Linked DNA regions of Mus musculus: region 1 is linked to region 2. A link is a contact called in public HiChIP or PLAC-seq data. All regions are on one chromosome and are shown on one strand. Each heading gives the region's core, a stretch centred on a gene start, on an enhancer-like site or on the middle of the called end of the contact. The rest is flanking DNA. Distances are from core to core; before and after follow the strand shown.

Evidence for each region. HiChIP or PLAC-seq counts read pairs in DNA pulled down with a chosen protein or histone mark.
Region 1: a contact with region 2 is called in an H3K27ac HiChIP or PLAC-seq map of embryonic stem cells, with 8 read pairs. The contact joins two enhancer-like sites. A contact is called at or near these places in 1 of 15 datasets of contacts at CTCF or cohesin (the NIH/3T3 cell line), 3 of 484 Hi-C or Micro-C datasets (bone marrow-derived macrophages and embryonic stem cells) and 17 of 115 datasets of contacts at active chromatin or transcription factors (the SCID.adh cell line, bone marrow-derived macrophages, craniofacial prominence and 11 more).

The regions. Positions count from the first base shown.
Region 1 is chr14:76,384,022-76,390,024 of GRCm38.p6, forward strand. No RefSeq gene overlaps it. Among named protein-coding and RNA genes, the nearest start is that of Gm41215, 13 kb to the left of the region's middle. Within about 2 kb of position 4,175, at least 8 of the 459 cell types and tissues checked have an H3K27ac peak or open chromatin away from gene starts, as enhancers often do. A contact at or near this core is called in embryonic stem cells, where this site is marked.
Region 2 is chr14:76,143,935-76,150,242 of GRCm38.p6, forward strand. No RefSeq gene overlaps it. Among named protein-coding and RNA genes, the nearest start is that of n-TEttc6, 5.7 kb to the right of the region's middle. Within about 2 kb of position 1,922, at least 18 of the 459 cell types and tissues checked have an H3K27ac peak or open chromatin away from gene starts, as enhancers often do. A contact at or near this core is called in embryonic stem cells, where this site is marked.

The DNA of each region.
Region 1 (6,003 bases), core at 2,925-5,424, 240 kb after region 2:
ATGATCATTTTGATAGATGGAAAAGTTACTTGATAAAGTTAAACATCATTCCACAATAAAAAGGAAGAAACTAGGGACACAATAAGGCTATGTATGACAGATTTAGAGGCAGCCTTATACTAATTGGGGAAACCTGCAGTGCTCCTCTGGTATCTGAGATAAGGGCTCTCAGTCTCCACTCAGTATAGCACTCAGATCTTAGCTAGAGTAATAAGACAAGAGAAAGAAATAGAGATCCGATTAGGAAAGGATAGGGTCAGAGCACCTTCGTTTGCAAATGACATGATTCTGTACTTAAAAGTTGCCGAAAATGCCACAAGAAAACTCTGATACCTGATAAATACTTTCAGCAAAGTATCAGAATACAAAACCAACATAGCAAAATTGGTTGCCAGGGAAACTAGCTATTCACACACATGGGAATGAAATTAGAACCACATCTCTCACCCTGCACAAAAATCAATTTACAATGCTTCAATGACCTTAAGACAAGACCTTGAAACACCGAAGCCATAGGAGGAAAACACAGTGAAAGCACTTCAGGGTATGACCATAATTCCAGGCCAAAACTGAAGTTAAAAGGCTTTTGCCTTGGAAGGAAACAATTCCAAGAGTAAAGAGACGGCCTACATAATGAGGAAAATGATTCTAAAGTTATGCTTCAGACGAACATTAATATTCATAATATGCAAAGAATTAACCCCCTCCAAGCCAAAACCTTCAAATCTGCTAATCAATAAATGGACTAATGGATGGGATAGTTCTCAAAAGTAGAAATATAAATATATCAGGTGTAAGTGTTCAACATCTTTAGCCATCAGGGAAATGCAAATTGAAACTAATTTGGAATGTCATCTCATTCCAGTCAAAAGGACTAACTTCAAGAACTCGACAACAAATGCTACCACAGATGTGGAGAAAATGCTGGCACAGATGTGGAGAAAGATGAGCTCTTATCTACTACTGGTGGATGTAACCTTACGTAGCTGGTATGGAAATCAACGTGGAGGTTATTCAAATAGCTAAAAATAGGACTGCCATCCAACCAGGTGATACCACATGGGGCAGAGACTCAAAGTCCTAGCATAGAGATGCCTGCACGTCCATGTGTGTTATTGCACTATTCACAACTATTCACAACAGGTAAGAAATGGAGCCAGTCTTGATATTCCCCCAACTGATGGATAGATAAACTGTGGTCCAAGTGCAAAGTATAATTTTATTTATCTATAAAGGAAACTGAAATTATGACATTTGAAGGAAAATGGATAGAACTGGAGAATCACTATGTTAAGTAAAATGACTCAGACTCAGAAAAGCAAATGTCACATACTATCTCATACGCAGATCCTACATTTTAAATTACACACACACACACACACACACACACACACACACACACACACACACACACACACATACACACTCATGCATACATGCACACTCTCTGAAAGTAATGAGACTAGAAAGGGCAGCATGAGAGAGGAGGCAGAGATCTTATGGTGGAGAACAAAACAGACAGTGGGGAATACGTGAAAGCAGAAGGGGGGCATCCAATCATGGGCACAAAGAATGGGAGAGGAGTATTGGGAAGGAGGACTGAAAAGAACAAAGTATGTATGAAATGCCATAACCAAGCACATTGCTTTGTGTGCCAACTTAAAAATTGCTAAAAAACAAAAACAAACAAACAAAAACCTTAAAATATATATATCCAGGAAGTCTTAAGTGTCATGTTAGAAGCCAATGACCTGAAATTCAGGGGCTAATTTACTTTCTTTTTCAGGATCATGCTTTCTTATTATCTTCCCAGTGTGATGCAGAAGGTACCTCAACAAAATCAGGAGACTAGGAAAACTCTTGCAGCACATTCAGTGAGGAGACCAAGAGAATCTTTGTAGAGAAATCTGTCTAGCAGAAGAGGCAAAGCCTAAATACAGAGGAAACAGAGGCTCCCTGTGTCTGACAGGGCTCCTGTGTGTGTGTGTATGTATATGTATATATATGCCTCTCCATATGTGTAATATATGTAATATATATAATATATATATATACACACACACAGATACACAGGCACACAGAGAGACAGAGACAAGAGTCCATGAGTTAGTTATTCATTTGTATAATTGTGACACCTAGAGAATCTTAGCCCTATATAGTCGATGAGGAAGCTAGAGATGGGGGTAGGGCAAGAGAGGATGTCTGAAATTTGTAGGGCAAGTCAGCAGGCTGGAAACTGAGGCAGTGCTTCCTTCTTATACAGAGGCAGAATTCCTTTTCTCTGGGAAGCCTACTTACTTGTTTGCTGGTGGATATATGTGTGCATGTATTTTGCTTTTATATACTGTACATGACAATTGCATGTGTAAAATACATTCACCGCAATGCCTGGTCTGGTGTAAAAGCGAACAAATGAACTCTACAGCACAGGACATTAGGTTTCGCACTCCCCTATGAAAATGGGCAGCAAAGTCCTCCCAACACCAAAGCTGGCATCAATCAGCAAAGGCCCAGCTGACACCCTGACCTCCTGGCCAGCCTTGCAAACATCCCATACCAAAGCACAAAGGCTTTGGAGGAAAGATACGGGGATGAATAAAAGACCAATTCAGGCAGCAGCAAGTGGCTAATAAAGTAAGTGAAAGTCCTCATGGAGACCAGAGGAGATGCATCCATCAGTCATGAAACTAGAAGGCAAAATGGCCCCAGGCAGAGAAGGAGCTCTTGGCAACTACACATTGGGTATTACACATATGAAACCATGAATGGCACCCCAATTAAACAAAGAGGGGAAGACTCCCAAGAAAAGCCAGGAGCTACAGATGGAAAACAGATCCACCAGCCTAAGAGCTGGTCTGGGAAGGACGGGCACTATCTGAATAAGATCCCCTCTGACGTGGTACAGAGGAGCACACAGGAATCCAGCACCCTGCCTAGCTCAGGTGAGTTCAAGGCCAGCCTAGGTTACAAAGCAAGAGCCTGAGGGGAGGGAGGGAGAGAAAGAATGGGGAGGGAAGAGAGGAAGGGAGATAAGGGGAGGTGGGGTGGGGGTGGGGAATAGGGAGGAAGGAGAGAGTGATTTCTAGAAAGAGAACAGATAAAATGGAGGGAATGGAGAAGAGAAAATTATCAAAAGTAATAAAGGCTTTAAACATCATGAATTTCTCAATTCAAAAGATTTATAAAGTTCCAAGCTCAGAAGATATGTATCAGAACCATGCCATTTCATCATTTAAGAAACTGAAGATAAAATGAAAAAGTTTTGAGTGAGCAGGGAGGGTAGATTATACTTGTCTCTCAGGACCTGCAAGGATGCCTAAATTCCTTACAGAAAAGACAGTGCTTGCATGTCGCATATTCATCCTCTCTCACATACTTGAACTCATTTCTAAATGCACAAACTACCCACTACAGTGTGATATAAACAGGTTTGCACTGTGTTATTGGAGGGGTAGAGACACAGATGATTTTCTCCATATTTTCTTTTTCTTTTTGGGTGGTAGTGAGTGGAATGAGACAGAGTCCCTTCACATAGCCCTCATTGTCCCAGAACTCACTGTACAGACCAGGATGGTCTCAAAATCACAAAGATCCGCCTGCCTATGCCTCTGCCTCTGCCTTCCCAGTGCCACCATACACAGCTTTTGTGAATATTTTCTATCTTAGGATGATTGACTTCACAGACGTGAAACCTTGGATGTGGAGGACTGACCGTGTCTGTAAGTCAAGAATTGATTGACTTCCTCATTAGTAGGGTACAACAATGTCTTCTGAGAAAAAAAAATTTCATCTGGAATTCAATTCTCAATCAAACCTAACTAAATTTAAGAGTAGAAGATGGACTTTTCATAAATGATGTTCACCCCAAACCTTTCCCATGCCTCTTTTCTCAGTAAAAAATGAACACAGTAAGGTTCCTCCAAAAGAAGTAATGGAAAAAGAGGAGGGCAGGACGTTTGGTGATTGACAGATGCAGGGAACAAAAGCCCCGGAATACTAAGCAGGATGCTATAGGGGATTCCAGACTATACCTGCATTAGACAAAAATTGTCGGTCCAAACTGCATGACCTTGGAGATTCTAGAGAAGAGGCCTCAAGGTAGAGGACTCAGAGTAAGTCTAAACGTAGTGTGGTTTGAATAAGAATGGCCCCTGTGTGCCATTTGAATGCTTAGACATTAGGGAGTGGCACTATCTGAAAGGATTAGGAGGCGTGGCCTTGCTTGGAGGAGGTGTGTCGCGGGGTAAACTTTGAGTTTTCAAAAGTCCAAATCCAAGCCAAATCTAATCTCTCTCCCTCTCTCTCCCACTCTCCCTCCCTTTCCCCTCCCTACCTCCCCTCCCTCCCTCTCTCGGTGCCTGCAAATAAGGAAGTAACTCTCAACTGTTTCAGCGCTCTCCATGCCTTTTGCTATGCCCCTCCCCCCACCCCATGATGATACTGTACCAAGCTTCTGAAATTGTAAGCAAGCTCCCAGTTAAATGGGTTTTTTTGTTTTTCTTTTTTGTTATAAGAGTTACTGTAGCTCTGGTGTCTCTTCATAAGTAATAGAACACTGACAAAAACAAATAGTAAGAGATGTGTTATCTCTTGGGCATGGTTTGGGGATAGAAAACTGACGACAAAGTTTTAAAAAGCAAGAAAATCATTAAATCCAAGAAAAGTAAAAGGGAAAGGGAAAAGTAATAGTGTTGATCCGAATGACTGGCTAAATAATGGATATTTACTGCCAAGATAATACAAATATTATTTAACAGGATTAATATTTATGTGAAAGATGCTGCTTGTGGTGAGAATAGGAAATGAAACCTAGATCATTATCATGGGTTATGGAAATTGATAATGCTCTGGTTTGTTTTCTGTTGTTACAATAAGATAGCAGTTGAAAGCAACTTGGAGAGGAAGGAATTTACTTCAGCTTACAAGTTATAGTTCATTATCAGGGAAGCCAAGGCAGGAAATCAAAGCAGAAACTAAAGCAGAGACCATGGAGGAATGGTTTGCTCTCCATGGCTTGCTCGTTGGCTTTCTTGTGCAACCCAGGGCCATATGTCCAAGGAGCAGCATCAGCCATCAATCAAGAAAGCACCCTATACATTTGCTACAGGCAAATCTGATGGATGCGTTTTCTCAGCTGATGTTCCCTCTTCCCAGATGACCTGAACTCCTGACAAGTTGACCAAAACAAAACAAAACAAAACAACAAACAACAAAAAAACAGAAGCAGCACAGATCATATATACTATTGTAAAATCAGGAAATGGTGATCAAGAAACCAAGACTTGGAGATGGTTAATAATGATAATTTAAAAGGTAAGAATGTTTGCCTTTGGGCTAAAAAAAATTAGTGATAGGGAGAGGACTATGATTTACATAATCGTTTATCTTTTTTCCCATATTCAATTTTGACAAAACAAAAACAAGAAAAAACAAAAATAATTTCCCCAAAATAGTAGGATAAAACCCAGATTCCTAACTGACTAGGAACTCAGTTCATCGAGTCATACTGACTTTATTCTACTATGAGCTTTATAACTTATAAGCTTTAACATTGGACAGGTTGCTCTAGCTCTCCAAACTCTGAATAAGGGACTGTGGTGGTTTGAATATAATTGGCCCATGGGAAGTGGCACGATTAGGCATTATGGCCTTGTTGGAGAAAGTGTGTAACTCTGTAGGTGGGCTTTGAGGTCTACTAGTGCTCACTCCACCCAGTGTGGAAAAGACCCTCTTCCAGGCTGTCTTCCGATCAAGATGTGGAACTCTCAGCTCTTCCAGCACCATGCCTGCCTGGACACTGCCATGCTTCCCACCATGATGATAATGGACTGAAACTCTGAAACTGTAAGCCAGCCCCAGTGAAATGTTTTCTTTATAAGAGTTACCTTGGGGCTGGTGAGATGGCTCAGCTGGTAAGAGCACTGACTGCTCTTCCAAAGGTCCTGAGTTCAAATCCCAGCAACCACATGGTGGCTCACAACCATCTGTATAGATACAGTGTAC
Region 2 (6,308 bases), core at 672-3,171:
TGAAGATCTGGAGAGACCACACTGATGACAGGACTGCCTAGTGGGGGCTGAATCTGCTGCCCTGTTTTCCCTAAGCCTCTGGGGAGTCCCCCTTCTGCAGTAGACAATGGCTACCTCATCCTTTCCAGGTATCTCTGACTTGTCTTGTATCTGTCTTTTATCCATTTCCCCAGCACCACGATTGCTCAGGGCAATCCTTTTGTTCTGTGTTTCCTCTACAGAGTCAAGGTTATCGTAAACCTTTTGAGCGATGTCCAATAATTGGGACCTATTCACACCCTCAAACCCTTCCAACTTCTTTATAGAGATAAAACCCATGGTTCCTGGGTATAAGTATTTGTTAGATTTCCATAGATACCTTCTCTGGATGGGTGGGAATCTATCCCAGGTGCACCCCATATTTGGAAGGTCCTTACAGACTCTGCAGCAGACCCAGAGGCCTGTGCATCTGAGTCTGCCCACAAGTTCCAGCCTGGCGACCTTGTAGGGGCAAAGAGGATCCTGACTCGGTGCCTAGAGCCAACATGGAAAGACCCATACCCCGTTCTCAGCACCCCTACTGCAGTGAAGGTCTCTAGTGTTCCCTACCACACCTAGCTAAAGGAGACAACACAGGTCAGTGATAGATGGGTTGTCACCAGGTCCTCTGACTTCCTAAAGACAAAACTAACACAGGCCTATGACAATGGTTCTCCTATTTTGTTTTCTCTGTCTCCTCATGGGAAAGGCTATTAATCCCCATAAGCCAACCAGTAAGGGGTAATTAGAGAAAGTTTAGCCATGGTCAGAAATAATCTTAAGAAATGAGAAAAAAAAGCCGGGTGTGGTGGCCCATGCCTTTAATCCCAGCATGAGGGAGGCAGGTGGCAGGCGGATTTCTGAGTTCGAGGCCAGCCTGGTCTACAAAGTGAGTTCCAGGACAGCCAGAGCTATACAGAAAAACCCTGTCTCGAAAAAAAAAAAAGAAAGGAAGGAAGGAAGGAAGGAAGGAAGGGAGGAAGGAAGAAAGGAAGAAATGAGAAAAAAGACATCAAGAATCTGACAACTGGTACCATAGCAGGCAAGCTGTGAATCTCAGCAGCTGCCCAGAGAAGAAGGAAGAAAGAACCATACTGTTTGTAAGCAACCACTTAGCAGGAAAGGGACAAGGAGACGGTCAGAGGAAGAGTCAAAAACACACTTAGATTCTGGCCAGCAGACAGAAGAAACAGAAAGAAAAAGGAAAAGTTACAAATATTTAAGTCAGTCTTCATAGCTAACTTCACCAGGGTGAGTTTTCTGGGAAGGAGAAATACATTAAATCATTAAAGGAATAATTATTCCTTCCATGCCTTTACCATGGCTAAAGATGAAACTGGCTCCCTGCGGTATGGTATCTTAGCCTGCTGAGTGAACTACTCAACTGGATAAATACTTACAAATAGGGTTGCTTGTGATGTTAGGGTATACCCAAGCTAGAGAGCTAGCTCTCCTTAACTGGCCTCTACAGACCCCTTATCAGGGTTTCCATAACCTTCTTCTCTCTGAAGAGGTGCAACAGTCACAGGAGAAAATGGGAACTGAACTGAAATTAAGAAATAGATACAGTCCACTGTTACCAAGGACCTAGAGATTCAGTTTTGGCCACTAGAAGGGTTAGAAGCAATGAGGTAAGGTATGACTGGAATTTTGGTCACACCCTTGAGTAGCACCCTCTAGGCAAGGGTGTTCATTTAGAAGATGAGAAACCAGAACTCCCTTCTGGGATTTTGCTGGAGAACCAAGGACATTCCTGGTCCTTCTGATTCCCAGGTCTCTACCCCCACTGCCCCCATCTTCCTAATCAGCTTATAATTCCTTTTCTCATCAAAGCAGGAGTGCAGAGTTCTGAAGAGCCATTGGGATCTGTGGCTGAGAGTTCATGGGACTGAGAGATGGATTTACACCGAGCTGCACAATTCACATTGCACCAGAGATACAAAGGCATCAATAGCTGGCTTAACCATGTTCTCATTCCAGTGATTTCTCACGCTCATCTGCAGATGTTTTAGCTCAGATTTTAGTCTTAGTGCCCTTTGTTCTTGAAAAAAAAATTTTTGCTCATAATAGTAAGTACTGCCAAAAGGTGATAAGGTAAGGCGTGTGTGGAGAGGGATCTCTGTCTTTACAAAGATAGGACGGAAAAGCTGGTAAGACGTCATCTTCGAGATGAACATCAGGGTGTAGCTCTGCGCATTCCTTATAAAATTAGCAAGCCAGATGGACACGTTGTTAAAGTTCCTGTTAAATATTTATGTTTGTGCCCAGAGACTAATGTAGCTTCAGCCTTACTCAGAGAAGCCTCTTTTCACAGTGGGCAGGTCACAGTGGGACTCAGGACCGCTTAAAGTGCGGAAGATAAGAAACTGCTAAATGCTCTGCCCCAACAGGGCATCAACCTCCCCCACTGCGAGGCCCAGGGAACTTTGGGGAAGGAGGTAAAAGAGTTGTGGGAGGTAAAGGTTGAGGGAGGGGAGTGCGGCGGGGTGCAGTCTTCTGGACACAACAGGGAGGTTGCAGTGGTGAACACACAGCGGTCATAACTGCCTGCATGGGAAGACTGGGAGGGAGGGAGGGAGGGAGGGAGGGAAAAAGGCTGGAGAGATGGATGGTTGCTCTTCCAAAGGGTTCAGTTTCCAGCAGCCATGTGATGCCCCTTGTATCTCTAATTTCCGGGAACTGATACCCTCTTCTAACCTCTTGGGCACCGGCACACATGTGGTAAACATACATACATGCGAGCAAAACACACATAAATCTGAGAAAAACATTTCTAAAGGAAGGAAGATGGGAGAAAGAGGAGGCCTAGTTGGTAAGAGGAGGTTGGGAGAGGTAGGGAGGTAAGGGGGTGTTGCCGTGAGAGTGGAACAAAGTACATTGTATACAAGTATGATGTTGTCAACCTTTTTAAATTAAGTTTAAAAACTGGGAGGTTATTTATATCAACTGAAAATGGAGTGGCAAACATGCTAAGCTATCATTTTTCCCAGAGATGGTGAAATGTTTTCAAATTCTTGTGTCAAATTGACAAGCAAGCCTATGTGTTTTCTCTGTTTGCGGGGCTGTGTTTGACGCATGCTACTGTTTGCCCCAGCCAAAGCTTGCCATGATCTCACTTTCATTCGGAATATTGTTATGATTTGAATCACTGTATTGCTCATTTGGCTTTCACTTTGAAGACTCATGTTTAGCTCCTTAAGTAACTGGTTAAAGCCACCAAAATGCTAAGCCCCTGAGGCAGCGTTCATCATCAAGTTCTGGCGTGGATTTTTGTTGTTACCATAAATTTTATACTTAGTAGTATCAAATTTCAACATGTGACCTCAACTCAGCACAAGCCCTTTTAGGACGTCCCTGGCTTGGCAAGGTTTATTCTCTTGGTCCCTGAAGTAGTCATGGTCGTGACGGTGATTTGCATGATGTTAACCATTTTGAACTCTATGGTGCTTAGATGTTACTCATGTTCTTCTATACAATGATACTTCATTCAGTGTGAGTTTGGGGCATCAATTGCACCATCTTCCATTAGGTTTCTGAGTCCACCATCAGTAACTGGACCAAATACGTAGACAACAGACAACGACAAGCACCTGAGCTTGTATCCGTGCTGCTTCCTATAGATCGCATGGAGCCATCTCCAGTGGCATCGTGGTCATCAGCAATACCACCAGTGGAGACGGCAGATGAAGCCAGTGTTTGTAGTATTCACGCTGCCATCCATCACCAAAGATTCCACTGAAAACGAATGGTTCTGCTCTCCAAACTTCTTTGGATAGATTTTCCCAGATTCTTTCATTCGTTTGGCTGTTGTCTGGTGAGACAAACCCATTATAGAAACATATCCCTTCCCTCCCCAAGGCATATTATACCTGTCTACCCTTCTGTCTGTATATTGCTTAATAAATTTGCTATCAGTAAATGGATTTTTTTGCCATCAGATATGCCCCTACATAAATAGTGTTTACAGTGGAACCCATCTCAGTTTTAATTTTTTAAAAATTGGGGAAGAGGGTTGAGTTTAGAGGCTAAGAATGAACATTTGCTGATCTTCCAGAGGGTTCAAGTTTAGTTCCCAGGATGCAGGCTAGGCCAGGCAGTTCACTGTAACTCCCACTCCAGAGTACCTGGCCTCCCTGCTCATGTGACACAAAGTCACACATAGATACAGATACATATAAACCTTTAGGAAACAAACACAATGTTGTGTTGCACAATGTTTTGTTGTTGTTTCTCAGCTCTGCTCTGTTGTCTTGTATATATGCCTTTCCAGTCAGTCTGCTACAATCACACACATTCCCACAGATTAAACAGAATCTCGTCAGAAGAAAGCAATCTGTCTTTACTCATGACTCTTTTTAGGGGTTCTGTTTTCCTTTCCTTGAAGAAGCCATACTGGGATTAAAAATATAAGAATAGAAAAGGGACTGTATGCATTTTACCATAAAAATTAATTTTAGGGAAACGGAAAGTGAAGTTTAGACCCTTTCACATCTCGGTTGCTGGTGGAATGCAAATCAGAGGGCTGATGACAACATGCAGTGCAGAATTCGAGAGGCCTGCCTGAGGTGTGGAAACTCCCTTACCAATCAAGTAAGACTAGTGCCCAGTCTACCAAACATTAGCTGCCTGTCGTTTGCACTGGGGCATTAAGACATTACTAAGGATTGATGGATGTATCACTCGCCAAGTCACCTAGAGCGTCCGACGGTGCCAGTTCAGCTCCCCTCGAGGAGAACAGCGGAAGCCACTCATGCCACGAGACTGAAACCATTCTGTGTAAACAGCAACGGTACATGTATACTTATTTTGCACAACATCACCTATAAACCAATGCTAGAGAACTCCACAATTGAACTGCCCCCCCCAAAAACCCTTAAAAATGTGCTCATGCTTATGTTAAAAAAATGAGTTTATTGGTTTCCTCTAAATCTCATTCAAAGCTATGGAGTCATGCACTTTAAGAATTGGACATCCCAGTCGGGCGTGGTGGCACACACCTTTAATCCCAGCACTAGGGAGGCAGAGGCAGGCGGATTTCTGAGTTTGAGGCCAGCCTGGTCTACAGAGTGAGTTCCAGGACAGCCAGGGCTATACAGAGAAACCCTGTCTCGAAAACAAACAAACAAAAAGAATTGGACATCCCTGCTCTAGATGTTCATCGTGTATGTACAGCAGCCAAGACTGTTTCTCTGAGACTGATTATTGAATAAATGAAGGGACCATCACTCAGACACCAAGGAGTGGGCTTGTGATGGCTAATCTTGGTTGTCAACTTGAGTTCAACCCAGAGTTACAATGATCTGAATAAGTTGTTGGGGGAAGCTTTGGCCTCCCAACAGCCTTTTGAGGTCAGACCTGGTCTTAGAAGCTGGACCTGGTGATGTCAGGCTGTAGAGATTAATTTGCCCTGGTGCTCACCAGGGGAGGGGCTGCTACCCCAAAGAGCTCCAAGGTTAGTTCGGGATTCAGCCTTAGCCCAGGGTCCAGCCCGAGTCCACTGGCAGGGACTTGCGATCAGAACTAACAGCTACGTATTTCTAATGTTCTTCTAAAAGCTAGCTCTCCGGCCCCCTGACATGAAAAGCACCTCCAGCCCTGGGTGACTGGCAAGCAGGCCTGAATGACAGCCACATCCCCTGGCTACTGTAGTGTCTGGCAAGTACAATATGTTTGGGGCTTTCCCCCAGTGTCAAACGGTAGATAAAATGGGAGAGAATCAACCATGTATTCACCCGGCCAGAAATAACTGTTCCTGTGTCAACAAGAAACCTTTGTCTGTGTGTACGTTTCCTTCTCCCGGGGAACATTTTGTTCTTGCTGCTGGTTAAAAGGTGGCGACTTTTAGATAGAAGTACAGCAGGAAGTATTTAAGTTAGATAAAAAACCGAGACTACTCGGCCAAATGATTGACTACGGGATTAGGTTCCCAGGGGTTTTATGGAATCTGACTTAAACTCATGAACCTTGTTGAGCAATTCCAGGGTGGTGAGAGATCTGCCTTGATGTGATTCTTTTGAAAGCGTGTGTTTTGGGATTCCGAGAAAATGGGCGTGGCTTGTGATCGGGAGCCCTGGGAAGGTTTCCTGGAGCTGAACTGGCCTCAAGGTTGGCTCAGAGTGGAGAGGCTGGCCTGGCAGAGGGACAAGGAGGGCGGAGCATGTAGACTGTTGTGGGGCTGGGAGCAGGCTGTGCCAGGGCACAGTATGGAAAGAGAGGCTTGCCTGGGGTATTTGGAGTTTACAGACAACTAGAAATGGAGACGGACCCAAGTTTCTGGGCTTCAGTGGCAC